Linked DNA regions of Mus musculus: region 1 is linked to region 2. A link is a contact called in public promoter capture Hi-C data. All regions are on one chromosome and are shown on one strand. Each heading gives the region's core, a stretch centred on a gene start, on an enhancer-like site or on the middle of the called end of the contact. The rest is flanking DNA. Distances are from core to core; before and after follow the strand shown. Region 1 holds the start of Ube2u (ubiquitin-conjugating enzyme E2U (putative)). Region 2 holds the start of Efcab7 (EF-hand calcium binding domain 7).

Evidence for each region. Promoter capture Hi-C pulls out the DNA fragments that hold promoters and counts their contacts.
Region 1: a promoter capture Hi-C map of embryonic stem cells shows a contact between it and region 2, with 4 times the contacts expected there. The contact joins the promoter of Ube2u here to the promoter of Efcab7 in region 2. A contact is called at or near these places in 5 of 39 promoter capture datasets (cranial neural crest, embryonic stem cells, hippocampal neurons and 1 more).

The regions. Positions count from the first base shown.
Region 1 is chr4:100,477,158-100,480,424 of GRCm38.p6, forward strand. Ube2u (ubiquitin-conjugating enzyme E2U (putative)) reads left to right here and starts at 1,710. Exons shown (of 10, transcript NM_001033773.4): 1 at 1,710-2,090. The coding sequence starts at 2,025.
Region 2 is chr4:99,827,796-99,831,222 of GRCm38.p6, forward strand. It overlaps Efcab7 (EF-hand calcium binding domain 7), which reads left to right and starts at 1,650. Exons shown (of 14, transcript NM_145549.2): 1 at 1,650-1,759. Itgb3bp (integrin beta 3 binding protein (beta3-endonexin)) reads right to left here and starts at 1,363. Exons shown (of 9, transcript NM_026348.4): 1 at 1,288-1,363. The coding sequence starts at 1,292.

The DNA of each region.
Region 1 (3,267 bases), core at 460-2,959, 650 kb after region 2:
GCCAAATGGATGGACCTGGAGGGCATCATCCTGAGTGAGGTAACACATTCACAAAGAAACTCACACAATATGTATTCACTGATAAGTGGATATTAGCCCCAAACCTAGGATACCCAAGATATAAGATATAATTTGCTAAACACATGAAACTCAAGGAGAATGAAGACTGAAGTGTGGACACTATGCCCCTCCTTAGATTTGGGAACAAAACACCCATGGAAGGAGTTACAGAGACGGAGTTTGGAGCTGAGATGAAAGGATGGACCATGTAGAGACTGCCATAGCCAGGGATCCACCCCATAATCAGCATCCAAACGCTGACACCATTGCATACACTAGCAAGATTTTATTGAAAGGACGCAGATGTAGCTGTCTCTTGTGAGACTATGCCGGGGCCCAGCAAACACAGAAGTGGATGCTCACAGTCAGCTAATGGATGGATCATAGGGCTCCCAATGGAGGAGCTAGAGAAAGTAGCCAAGGAGCTAAAGGGATCTGCAACCCTATAGGTGGAACAACATTATGAGCTAACCAGTACCCCGGAGCTCTTGACTCTAGCTGCATATATATCAAAAGATGGCCTAGTCAGCCATCACTGGAAAGAGAGGCCCATTGGACTTGCAAACTTTATATGCCCCAGTACAGGGGAATACCAGGGCCAAAAAGGGGGAGTGGGTGGGCAGGGGAGTGGGGGTGGGTGGATATGGGGGACTTTTGGTATAGCATTGGAAATGTAAATGAGTTAAATACCTAATAAAAAATGGAAAAAAAAAAAAAAAAAAAAGATGGCCTAGCCGGCCATCACTGGAAAGAGAGGCCCATTGGACACGCAAACTGTATATGCCCCAGTACAGGGAAACGCCAGGGCCAAAAAAAAATGGGAATGGGTGGGTAGGGAAGTGTGGGGGAGGGTATGGGGGACTTTTGGGATAGCATTGGAAATGTAATTGAGGAAAATATGTAATAAAAAAAAAAGAAGACTTGCCTTGGTCATGGTGTCTGTCCACAGCAGTAAAACTGTGACTCCGACTAATATAGAAATTGGTACCAGCATAGTGGGGTATTCCTGTGACAACCTGACCATGTTTTGGGGAGGACTGTGGAAGGACTTTGGAACTTTGGGCTAAAAGATCCATTCGGTGTTAAGAGCTCTGTGAGATCAAGAGCAATGTGGCTGAATAAACCCTTTCCTCCCATATTTGCTTTGTGGTCATGATGTCTGTGCAGGAATAGAAACCCTGACTAAGACAGGGGATGAATAACTGGGGTAGAAGCCTCCCTCATTGGGAAGCAGGAATGGTTTTAGCTTTAGAAATTGGAATTCCAACTTCAGAAATTTGGGAGGTTTTTGCAAAAGGCAGTTGGGTGATGAGCTTTGGGTACCAGTCATATATTTTTGTTACCTGACAGTCAAAGAGAAAGGTTCATAGTGGACAAGCACTATTGAGAAGCTTATGATTTATAGACAAGTCCTGGGCGCAGGGAAGACCCCCTACCCCACTGGTGTCCGGGTGCACTGAGGGGTGGGTGATGTCATCCTGAATGCTGACTTCATTGGCCTTCCCACTGAAACTGTTTGTCTATTGGCTAAGAGGACCTACAGTCCGGTAGCTGATTAGATGACAACCTCGCCCCGCCTCCAGAGGACTGTTGCTTGGCAACCAGTTTGCTTTGTCCCGCTGAGCTAACATAGCCTTTACTTGTCAGGTAGAAAGAGAACTTGGCAGTGCTGCTTCGGGTTTGCATTTTTTTCCTCTTGGCCAGCCAACAACTCCGGCATCTCTCAAGTGGTCCCCAAGTTTGTCTAGGGGTGGAAGCTGAGACAGCCCAGATAGGAAAGACCCCAGTCTTCCTTCGGGAAGTTCCCGTCTGGAGGAGTCAGAAAAGAAAGTCACTGTTAAATCCTAATCTTAGCAGTTACTTGACTACGGAGTGAGTAACCGTTAACCAGGGGTCAGAGGGTGACCGGAGACCTCAGTCAGGAACTCTGCCCTGAGTAAACCAAGACAAGTAGCAACCTCAGTATGTACTCCAAAGCTTACATCTTGCTGGAAAGAGAATTCAGGGAGTTAAAACGTGACACAAGAAAGGTAAGTACAGCAGCCTGAAGGGGTCTGTTTTCATCCAGTGATGCTGTTTAAGAAGCAGGTTAGTCCGTGTTTATTCTGTAAACCATGATTTAATTACACCAACTTTTCAACTACAGTATTCTTTAATAACTACTGTTTCAAAATAATGATGTAACAATTTTAAGTACATTGTGCAGGGCAATTCCTAGTGAGCTGAAGCCGTGAGTATCAGTCTGCCAAGCATGGGCTGGCAGGTTCAGGTTGCACTCATGAATACTGTAAACTGAGTCATGTTTTGTTTGCTGACCAGCAAACGTAATGCTTAGGGAAGAGTCAGTATAGATATGTCTCCAGGGTCAGGATCCTCCGCCTCCCTCCTCTTCCTTCCCTTCTCCTCCTCTTCCTGCTGCTTCTCCTCCTCCTCCCCTTCCTTCTTTGTTTGGTTTGGTTTGTTTTGGTTTTTCGAAACAGGGTTTCTCTGTATAACTGCCCTGGCTGTCCTGGAACTCTGTTTGTAGGTCAGGCTGGCCTTGAACTCAGAGATCCTCCTGCCTCCTGCCTCCTGCCTCCTGCCTCCTGCCTCCTCCCACTACCACCCGACACACTATATCATTTTCCAATCCTTTGTTTTTAATTTTCGTGTTCTACTGCATACTTTCCAGTACTTTCTTTCTTATGTCTTTGCCTTCTAATTTTAATGCAGAAGGAAAAAAAAAAAAACTACCCTTTGTTCCAATGTCACCAGTGAAGTTATTGGCATTCATTTGTGCCATGGACTAATATATGGAAAATGAAAAATAGAGAATGAGGAGAAAGGGAAGTGGCAAAAAGCAAACTTAGAAACAAAGCCATCCATAAAAGAGTGTGTGCAGAGGTGCTAACAATAGCCTTGGTGGTGGTAGTTCATAATACAAGTTCTGTTTTACTCCTACTATAAACACATTAAAAAAGAAAAAGCCCTCCTCAGAGATGCTTAAGATCAGCTATATAAACATTACAGATGCATGACCTCATGTTGAATAACATTTCTGTTCAATCTAGACATTATCGTTCTCTGGCATAATAGAACTCAGTGATGGGTTTATATCAGTACAGATAATGCATGCAGACAAATACAGTGCTCACCTTGACAGTCACCTAGCAAACGCAATCACTGTGCTGGCTCAGGAAGAATTTGCTGAACTTAAGTACACTCAGC
Region 2 (3,427 bases), core at 400-2,899:
ATGCAATCCCAGCACTGGGGGAGGTGGACGGAAAATTAGAAGTTTGTTGTTTTCTTCAGCTACAAAGTGAGTTTAAGATCAGCCTGGGTTATACAAGCCCCTGATTCTTTAGAAAAATGGACCAACCAACACAACTGCTAAAAATATGGGATGTCAATGTACTTAATGAAACTCTTCTAATATAACAACATCTACTCATATATTAAAGTTGCCAGTTGCCAGAAAAATATCCACTTCCAATAGATTTTGGTTCCTCACTTCTGTAAACAGATCAGGAACATAGTTTACACACCAAATTCATTTTCATTCTTTTCCTGCTTAAGTTTTGTTCCCTCATCTTTGCCAGCAATGTTATAATAGACATTTTTCTAATGCATTAAAAGATAAACCTTTTTAGAATGGTGAGTTAATAAATATTGTTATTTCCGAAGGTCCTCCTTCTTTTATGTCAGCTCATATCTTACACAAGTATCCCCGATAATATCTTAGTTTGCATTTTACTCAAACAGGAAAATGTTACCCTAGCAGGAAGTACCTAAATCAGCCTGGTACGGGGGTAGCCAAAGAAGTATTACAAGAGTTAGGTCTTCCTCCTCCCTCAAATTCTTTAAAAAGACCCTGTTTTTTTTAAAAACAAAACAAAACAAAAAAAAAAAAAAACCTGTTTATACAACCGCTAACTGTGCTTTATATAGCCTATGTAGGGTAGCCGAAGGGTAGCAGTCTAGCACAATACCCATCTCTACTATGGTCATTTTCGGTAATCACATTATTGGGGTTGGGCTGTAACTTAAAGATGACCCAATACAAACCCACTTTTTACTTTTTTCAAGCTTATTTTTATAAGTAAGAAAAGTAAATCACTTATTACTGAGTTGCTAAGTGATAATCTTAAGAATCTTTCAGTGCCTGAAATCCATTCAGTCCATGAAATCTCTCCCGAGTTTCAGAGAACTCACTACACAAATGCTTAACAAGCATTTAAAAATTCTACAAATTACAGAGAAATGTTTACTTAATATACTCTTTCATTCTTAGTCATTTCAAGTTAGACATTACTCAGATTTAGCCCGCAGCTTACACAATGATGTGAAGTTTTAAGAGTCAAAGAAGTGTTGGAAGGGTAGAGGTAGGTTGGGAATACCAAGCATCCCGACGCTGTCAACAGAGAAAAGTTTATAGAAATAAAAAAGACAAGGTGACCATGGGACGGCATACTCTTCCTGTATACTCTTTTTGCTCATAGAGGGCCCACAAAACAGCAACGTCTGGGGAAGGGATACCTACGGCATTTCGGGACTCCGTTGCTGGACAGAACCAACTGAGAAACCGCAAACGCGGAAGCATAAAAAGCCCGCGTAGTAAGCGCTGGATGAGGTGTCACCCCGTATGCAGCTCGCCGGAAACAGTCTCCGCGCGAGAAAGAGCCTGAACGTGTTCAAGGAAATGGTGCAGGGAGTCTAAGGCCAGAATCCATTTAGCCCCAGCCGCATGCAGCGCACGACCCTCCTCACTATTGTGGACATGCCAGCCTCGCAACAGATAAGCTACAATGCCATGGCTGTTCTCTCTCGGTCAATGGTCCACAAATCTCTGGTCGGAGCGTTTGGAAGGTGCTCTGCCTCTTATTTCCGGTGGCGGCGAGGCGCAGTTGCTATGGTAATCTAAAAAAGGCGGAGGTCTGTCCGGTTGCGCCGAGAGGTTCGCGGATCTACTAACGAAAATTGGCTGCTCTTCTTGGTTTGTGAGCTGAAATTAGGTAGCCACCAAGCCTCTCTCTTGCTCTGTCGCTCGCTCTGCTCTTCATTGTGCGGCCGCCTCTCCCATCTGCTACGTTTACTTCTGTGTCCTCCTAAGAGCCGGTGCATGCCCCGAAACACACAAGGGGATGCAGCATCGTGGCCAGAGGAGTACAAAAAACGGAGAGAGCTTGTCTGGGATTAGTTGTGACTGTTTCACGGTGCAGCGACGGTGACTGGATGGCTCTCTGTTTTCATTTGGCCCTTTAGACGCCTTAGGCGCTTTTAACAGTTTATTTTTCCTGCTTATTGTGTGCCTAGTTATTTATGGAGCCGTTTGCTACAATATACTCTCCAGGCCCCTGTCTCAGACTTGGGCTAGAATTTTAAATAAAAGGTGGTTTCCGAGCCCTAGGGGTGCAATTATATATTTATTTAAGCTTCAGTTTGGACTGTCTTCACAGGAAGGGAAAGAATAGAATTCTGGAACATTTCTGTCCAGGGATTTTCATGTGAGAATAACCCCATTTGGAAGGAGCACTTGAAGATCCTTAAAAATGTTTTTAAATTGCTTGCTGTAAGCCGAGTGCTTGCTCTTCCTTATTGGAATAGTTTTCTTTCCCGTTTGTGAGATGGCGCGCACGCATATGTGTTTAAAACCGATGTTTAATTATGGTGATACCAATTTGCAGTAACCAGACTGTGACACCACATCCCTATGGGGTCCTTCTAAATCTGGTGTAATATGAAAGTGTCAGGCAGGCGGTCTGTGTATTATAAATAGGGTACTTCATCCATGATAAGCGATTATTATCTTTCTTTCCCAAGTGTAAAAGACCTACATAATTCAAGAAGGTGCCAGTGATTTAGGCCTCCTGAGTATGAATCCAATGAGTCCTGAAGGGGACCCTACCTGTGTCATCTTATTGTTCAACTTGAACTATTCAATTTATTAGATTGGAATGTATTTTTAGAAGTCAACGCAGGATAAAGCAATGTTGGAAGCCATTAGACCACCAGAACAATTTTGCCCTGCATAGTAGCCTTTGTTCAATAAACCTTCATTCACATTAAAAGAAGAAATGACTGAGATTTCACAAATTACCACTGACTGGGTGACATCTCTGTCCCTCAATTTCATCATCTGTAAAATGGACAAAAAGTGCCTGGTCAGTGTAGAAAGGATTAAATAAGACGTTTGATTGTATATTAATGTCTTATGAGCAGACATGCTGTATAGACACTAAATATTATTACTAGTAAAGGAACTTTATAAAGCTCAATGTAATCGGTGGAACTTCAAATATCCAGTGATTTGACATGAGCTGTATTATAGAAATGTGAATGAAATGATAGTTAATCCTGCTATGGGGGGATCCAACTGCAGTTGATTTGCATTAAAAAAAAAACCTCACTGTTGGGGAATTTCACTCCATGTATGTTTTCTTTAGCATTTGTGTGTCCTGAAGTATTCTGTATGTTTCACATTTGTGAACTGTTGTAATCTTAACAACCCTGTGAAGTCTCCCCTGAAGTCTTATTTTGAGATGATGCATGTATGCATTTTCTTTGTTCTGATTCTTTTGGATTATGCTACATCATTGTTCTTTAGGATATCATTGTATATTTGAGAAATTATATACAGTGTGTATATCTATCCATCTATAATTAGAAATCAGTTATTAAGG